2 separate regions of the Mus musculus genome follow, and region 2 is linked to region 1. The links are chromatin contacts, called in public HiChIP or PLAC-seq maps. All regions are on one chromosome and are shown on one strand. The core of a region is the stretch at or near the end of the contact, and the rest is flanking DNA. Distances in the headings are between cores, read along the strand shown.

Evidence for each region. HiChIP or PLAC-seq counts read pairs in DNA pulled down with a chosen protein or histone mark.
Region 2: a contact with region 1 is called in an H3K4me3 HiChIP or PLAC-seq map of embryonic stem cells, with 19 read pairs. The contact joins the promoter of Lingo1 here to the promoter of Pstpip1 in region 1. A contact is called at or near these places in 1 of 39 promoter capture datasets (liver), 1 of 484 Hi-C or Micro-C datasets (regulatory T cells), 4 of 115 datasets of contacts at active chromatin or transcription factors (embryonic stem cells, fibro-adipogenic progenitors and stem cell-derived neural progenitor cells) and 2 of 9 other capture datasets (embryonic stem cells and liver).

The regions. Positions count from the first base shown.
Region 1 is chr9:56,088,127-56,091,558 of GRCm38.p6, forward strand. It overlaps Pstpip1 (proline-serine-threonine phosphatase-interacting protein 1), which reads left to right and starts at 1,850. Exons shown (of 15, transcript NM_011193.3): 1 at 1,850-2,318. The coding sequence starts at 2,283.
Region 2 is chr9:56,633,780-56,637,211 of GRCm38.p6, forward strand. Lingo1 (leucine rich repeat and Ig domain containing 1) reads right to left here and starts at 1,869. Exons shown (of 2, transcript NM_001311076.1): 1 at 1,296-1,869. The coding sequence starts at 1,301.

The sequences.
Region 1 (3,432 bases), core at 600-3,099:
CATCCAGTCCTATCTTCTCTCTGTCTCCTCTACACTCCACAGCTTCCCTCGGCCTTCCTGGTAGCACCATCCAGGCCTCTAACCGTCCTTGCAACTCTCTCCCCACCCCCTCTTCATTTACCTCCTTCTCATCACAACACTGTCTTCTGGTTCCACTCAATAAGGAGAGATCTTTCTGGAACTTGCCTGTAATTCCATTAGGGTAGAAACCAGATCTGCCTCCTCTCCTGGCAGACCTGTCACCAGCATTCTTTGTGGCTCTAAGCTGAGGAGGGGGGGGTCTCATGGTCACTGTAACTTTCTCCAGCATCTATGACAGCCCCAAGGGTCTGCTGTGATGGTGATGATGCTGAAGTACCATCTATTCTTAGCCAATGAGATACCAGGGAAGATCTCCCAAGAGGCTGACGAACAGGACTTTGGAGAAGACAACTTGGGTTTTCCCTTTCTTCTTTTGATGTGGCTGCATCTGGAGGTGTAGACTCTGGGGGTGGGGTGGGGGCTGGACTCACCCAGCAGACTGAAGGGAAGAGATTCCTGGAGAGGTCAGCAGGGACCCCAGCTTGGGCTTTTCCTGTCAGTTAAAACAAGGCTCCTGGTAACAAAGGACTCTGGTCTGCTTTCTGATTTCAAGGTTTCATCCCATTTTACAGATGGAGATGTTGAGTTGGCCAATCTGTAACAATAAAAGTAGCTTCAGCAGAGGGCCTGTAGGGTTAAGGTAACTTACACCACGTGGTTATGAGTGACTGGTGTTCTTCTAAAGGATCAGAGTTCGATTCCTAGCACCTACATTAGGCAGCTCCAAAGGATTGGATGCCCTCCTCTAGCCTCTACAGGCATCTGTACATACCTAGCACACACACATATCACGCAAATAAAAATTAGAAATGAATCTCTTTTTAAAAGATGCTCATTAGCTCAAGCCCCGGGATTCTAGAGAGAAGGGCTTCCAGCAGCAGGCCTGCTGTGCTTCTTCTTGGGGGTGTTTAGGGAAGCCTGGGTGTGCCTCTCTTTAAGCCCTGGCACGTGTAACCCACACTTGGGAACTCAGCTGTCTGATCAACCCAGTTGGTCCTAAGGTAAGCCTCGGTAAGGGTGGTGATTTGTGGACAGTCTCTGACTCATTCTTTTCACCAGCCCACCCCGGGCTCAGGACTCCAGAGGCCTCTTCTGCTGAGTGGGCAAACCCTGTCTGGAAAGGGTTCCCCAGGACCTGCTTGCCCTACAAAGAGAAATTCCAGAGGCATTCTTGATACGAAACACTTTCCCAGAGACTGGAAGTGACAGATGGGGAGGCTGAGGCTCTGAGTTAGGTCAATCAAGGTCCGTCCACTAGTGAAGGGCAGAATCCAAACTAAACAAAAGCTGAGCCTGAGTCTCCAGACTCCTGTCTCCCTCTATCACAGTTATGAACTGAAGATGGAATGGGTGAAGATTTGCACGGGGTCAAGGACCCGTGCCTCATCACACTGAGGTCCCTTAGCTAGTTACCTTCTCAAAACAAGTCTCCACTCTCATAGCCCCGGGACCAGGACCGCAATTGAGTCCGCCCCGTGCTGTGAGCAACTTGAGGGTAGGACCTAGTCTAGGGCATGAACTGCTAAAGTTGGAATGAATGGTGGACGTCCTTTTCCGGGGTGAGACCCTAAGAACCTAACCTCTTGGGGCCGGCGAGAGTAACAGTCATGAGATTCCTAACTTGTTAGTTCTAAAGCTAAACTGGGCCAGGACTTGAGCAGGCAGCAGGGTGGCAGGTGGCAGGCGGGGCTGGGGCTGTGCAGGAGAAACTCAGCAGCTCAACTTCCTGTGGGTTAGAGCCCTGCGCCTGCCCTGGGGGAGGTTGCACAAACCTTCCTGTGCCGGCCTCAGGCTGCCTGCCTGCCTGCCTGGCCTGTGCACATCCTTCCTCTCTCCCAGCCTCTGCCTGCCACCTGGGCTGCCTGCCCTGGGCCTCAGCCTGCGTCCTCCTCCATCAGTGGGGCTGGCGAGAGCCTAGGCTGGAAATCGTGGCCCACCCTTCCATCACTGGGCAGGGCTCCTTCCTCATTTCGCTGCTGATTCTAGCCCCAAACAAAACAGGTTGAGCCTTTTTCCTCCTCCGGCAGTTGCCTCTGGCTTGTGGCTGCCTTCTGAGCGTTTCAGACGGCGCCGGCTGGGAGTGGGAGGGAGGGCCTGGGCTAGCCGCGCTGGGACTGGGACGTGCTCCTGGCTCCTGGCCCATGTTCAGCCCTGCTTGAAGCAGGAGTGCTAGCATTTGACACAACAGACGCCCTTGGAGGATGATGGCCCAGCTGCAGTTCCGAGATGCCTTCTGGGTGAGTGGAGTCGACTGGGGGCGGTGAGCTTGCCGAACAGGTCCAGCCAGGCAGGAATCACCTTGGAGACTGACATAGGGGTACAGTTTCCCCATAAAAATTGTGCCTTGACTTTGGTCTTAATTATCATGGAGGTGGCCTGGGCCACAGTCTCTACTGACATGAAAGGCAAAAGAGGGGCCCTGGCTAAGATAATGAATTTCTCTCACAGACATCACCCCCACAGCCAGAGGGATGGCCTCAGGCTGTTTCTCCTCAGGGGCATGCTGCCCCAGCGGCAGAGCTCACCAGGACAGCCTAATGGAGGATTTGAGGAGGATACATAGGGAGGAGTGTACAAGGGAGAAGTCAGCAGCCCAGACACCAGACCAACTTTAGTTTGGTTCGGGTCTCAGCTTTGTAAGGGCTGGGTCGGTTGCTGTTTCTCTCTGGGCCTCAGTTTCTACATCTGTATAATGGAGATAAGTACAGATATTTGACAACTGAAGGTGATCCAATGCAGTAAAGCCCTGGTGCCTTGCCAGAGTTAAAACTCTTTCACCCAGTCTCTGATCTCTGCATACCTCAGGTTCATGAACAAGGCAGCTGGGCTAGGCAACTTCCTGCCTGCTGTTTCAAATTCAGGGCAGGTGTAAAACAAATCTTTTTGCCGGTGAGATGAGGAAACCTAGCCAGGAGGGCAGTAGAGGCCACAGCGCTTGCCCAGCTCTCCTGCTTTTCCACTTTTCCCTCAGCTTCCCCTAGTCTCCTCCACCCCTGACTGTCCCTTGGAGACACAAGGCTGAGACCTTTTGGTTAAAGCTGGGGATGTCTTTCTCCTGAGGATAACTCTCCAACACCACAGGGGACTCTCAGGACCTTTTACTCACCCAGGGCCCACTCCTAAGGTCAAAGCCAGGAGGATGAGGGTTAGTAAGCCACCTTCCTTCCTCTCTGCCAGCTTTGCTTGGGGTCTGTGCTAAAGTATGAGTGGCCTTCCTCCCTTGAAACTGACTTCACAGAGGACAGAGGGCCTTGCCTGGAGAGGGCACCTTGTACCTGTCTGGGCCTCAGTTTTCCTGTGTTTACAGAGAAGAGTGTAGGACCAGTCCAGAGCTGCAGATGAAAGCAGCTG
Region 2 (3,432 bases), core at 619-3,118, 550 kb after region 1:
GTGGCTGAGGACTCTGCACCCCTCTTGGCCCACACAAGGACAAAAGGCCAGGAGCAGTGGAACATCCCCCGCCCCTCACTAGTAGTCTGTGAGGTCAGGGAAACCCCAGGCTCTCTGCCGGCTTGGTGCCCTCGAACTCCCCTGGCACCGATGCCTGTGCTAAAGTCGTTGGCATAATGGCCATCAGGGCTGAGCCCAGAGCCCGGAACCAGGAGAGCTGGGCGCCCTCTGGCTGTCCAAGCCCAGCCAAAGACTGAGGAAAGGCTGGGCTGGCAGAAAGGGGCTGGCCCAGATGGTCTTGCCCCCACCGCAGGCCTCTTGCACTCCCACCCACCAGGGCATAGCTGTTCCCATCTTCCATGTGCCCCAGTCGCCACACCACCCACCACAGGGCATTTGAGAACAAAGGGGAGGTGCCGCCACAACAAGAGCTGGTCAGGGGCTGGTCAGGGACCCCAGCAATAAGAGACCCAGGGGACTGCCTACCTGCCTGGCCCCTCCCCTTCTCAAAGTGGGACCCGCCCAGAAAGAAACATCTGGGTGTCTTAGAGGGCAGGAAGCCCAAAACCCACCCGAATAGGGTGCGTTTGGGGGGACACACACAGGAGGCTCCTTCCTCACCTCCCCCCTTCTCAGCAGGCTCCCACTTCCCACCCATTTCCCTAGGAATGAAAAGTGGGGCAGGAGGAGGTGAGAAGCCCGGCTGAACGAAGACAAAGGGGAGCCCCGAAGGTTCCTGGGTCTTCCTCAACTGGACTCCCCCCTCCCTTTTCTTCCGCCCTCCACCTCCCTTTCATCCAGGCGGAGCGAGAAAGGAGCCAGAAAGAGGCTGACAAGGTTCCTGTGGAGAGAGGGGCAATCCTAGAGCCTGGGGAGAAACTGTTTGCTAGCTGTGTCCTCAAGCTTAAGGGTATTAGCCAGGGCTGGGGAGTGGTCTCTGGTCCACCGAAAGGGACTCACCCAGAGCTGAGAGAACATATCCTCTTGGGTGACCACTGCCCAGAATGGGAGGATGATTTAGGGGGCACCAGGGCAGGAATGGAAAGGAATGGTAGGGATCTCTCCTTGACCACGGGTCCCAGCTTGCCAACCAGGGATCTGTTAGGACCAGCGGAACGGAAATGGGAAAATCATTTGAAACTTGAGGGTCAGGCCTGCGACCCCAAAGGGGGTCTGGGCGGTACAAGGTGCCCTACATAGCCCCATGAGGGTGAAGCCTGGGCCGACAGCAGCTTCCAGCTCCCAGCTCGCCGCAGGGCTGCCGACTCGGGCTCGGCCAAGACGGAGGGGCTCACCTGCATCTCGGGCGCGCTGTCCGTCCGCTCGGCTTGGTCACCAATCGCATGTCTCTCTTGCCGGCGCGGCCCCAGCCCCAGCCCAGCCCCCCTCCTCGGTCTCCTCCTACAACACCTCCGCCCGGTCCGCGCGCCCTCGCAGGGCTGGCTGTCCGTCTGTCTGTCCCACGCGGGCGGGAGCCCAGTCGACTCTAGGGCAGGAGCTCGGGAGTCGGGGGCGGAGGCCGAGGCCCTGGCCGTAGCGGGCTGAGGAGCCGGGGCTCTCAGGACGAGTGTTGCGGGCTCCCGGAGCCTGGCTCTGTCCCTTGGGCCGGCCGGGAGCGGCCGCCACCGCCTCTACCGCTGGGGCCGGGGTCGAGGCCGGGCGTTCTCTGCAGCGGGGCCGGGGCCAGGGCTGGGACCGGTGGGCAGCTGCCGCGCATGCTGCTCTGAGCCCCGCGTCGGGAGAGGGGCCCGAGCGGCGCGGGTGGGGACTCCGCGCGCTCCGGGACCGGGACGGGTCCAGGTCCGGCCGCCTCCTGAGCTGCCGCCCGCTCCGGCTCCCGCGCCGGCTCCCGCTCGGGCTCCGCGCTCTGCCGCGGCGTGGGGAGGGAGCGAGAGGAGCGAGCAGCGAGCCAGGGAGGGAGGAGGGACAGAGGGAGGGAGGGAGGGAGCTAGTGAGCGAGCTCTGGAGCCGGGCGGGGGAGGAGAGAGAAGGCGCGGCCGCAAAACCTGGGTGGGGGTCCTTCTTTCAGAGAACCGGACGAAGATGGAGGAGCGCCCCAGCAGCTGCCCAGCGCCCAGGGCGCAGCGAGAGTGGCAGCGGGGCGCAGACGAAGAACGCTCCCGGGCCGGCGCCCCCGCGCTCCCGCCCTGCACCACGCAGCGCCCCTCTGGGTCCCAGGCTCCAGCAAGTCTTAAGCCAGCCCAGCCCGCGGTCTTCCCAGAGTGCGTGCACCCATTCGCGTTTGATTGTCTCTGGCCACATGCGTGTGCATGTGAGCGCGTGTGTTCACACGTGTTAACTGGGGTCACTGCACACTGCCGTGTGGACCGACACACGCACGTGGACAGACAGCCCCCACACCCCCCAACCTGATCACGGTTGTTTAGAGGACAGCTTGAGGAGGGTCAGGTCTTGACCCCTCCTCTCGAAATGTCCAGGACACCCCCCACCACACACACACACACACACACACACATACACCACACCACACCACACCACCACCACCATTGCTTCCTAGGGATCTTAGGGTGAGGCCGGCCGCCGGGAAGCACAGGAAGGGGATGTGGAAGCCGAGCTGGCTAAGTGGGTCTACCGGGAGGCCAGGTCTAGAATCTGCTTTAGCATCCCAGTCCCCTCCCCGTCGGGTTTCCTGTCCAGCAGAGGGCAGCAGGCCTATCTGCCAGGCTCCGGACGGTGGCACTCTACCAAGTGACCAGCAGAGGGCAGTATAGATCCTCGGTCTGGGCTTAGCTATTTACCATCTAACTCCCTAAAATAAATACTGAGTTTGGTGGGTACCACATCTTCAGATGGCTCCACAGAACAAGACCTTTACATAGAGACCCAAACTCTTCTTGGGCCACAGATCAGAGACTAGCCTGGCAGGGTGGCCTGGCAAGGGCTGCGGTGTAGGCAGGCAACCCGTTGGGACCTCATCTATCTACTGCACCTCTTTCCATCTGCTTGAAGCCAGATGCCCCTTAAAACCATGCCAGATTGATTAGAATAACCATCAATGAAGACACCACAAGGCAGAGTTCCCTTCTCCCCATTAGCACCTCAGCACTCCCGATAGTTTGTAGGCAGGCAAAGAAGGAAGCTGAGCAGGGCAGGAAGAGACCAGCGCAAGGCCTGTCTTTCTGGGGTGGGCAAGGATCCCGTTCCCAGTACCTCGTTCTCCTTCCAAGGAACCAGACTGACATTTCGGAGATACCTGGCTGGCTTGGAGAGGCCAGCTTCAAGTTCCCACCCCCAGCACTGTCTTGATTTCCACAGACCAGCCTTACACACATAGTCCAAAGAGTTGCACAAACCTGTTCCAGCGAAACCGATCTTGGATACCTCTCAGCCTCACTGGCACACCACTGCTTGGGACATTCCTGCCTTCTGTCTATGTCCATATCTCAGGCCTACCTAGAGCCCTTTCCCTGC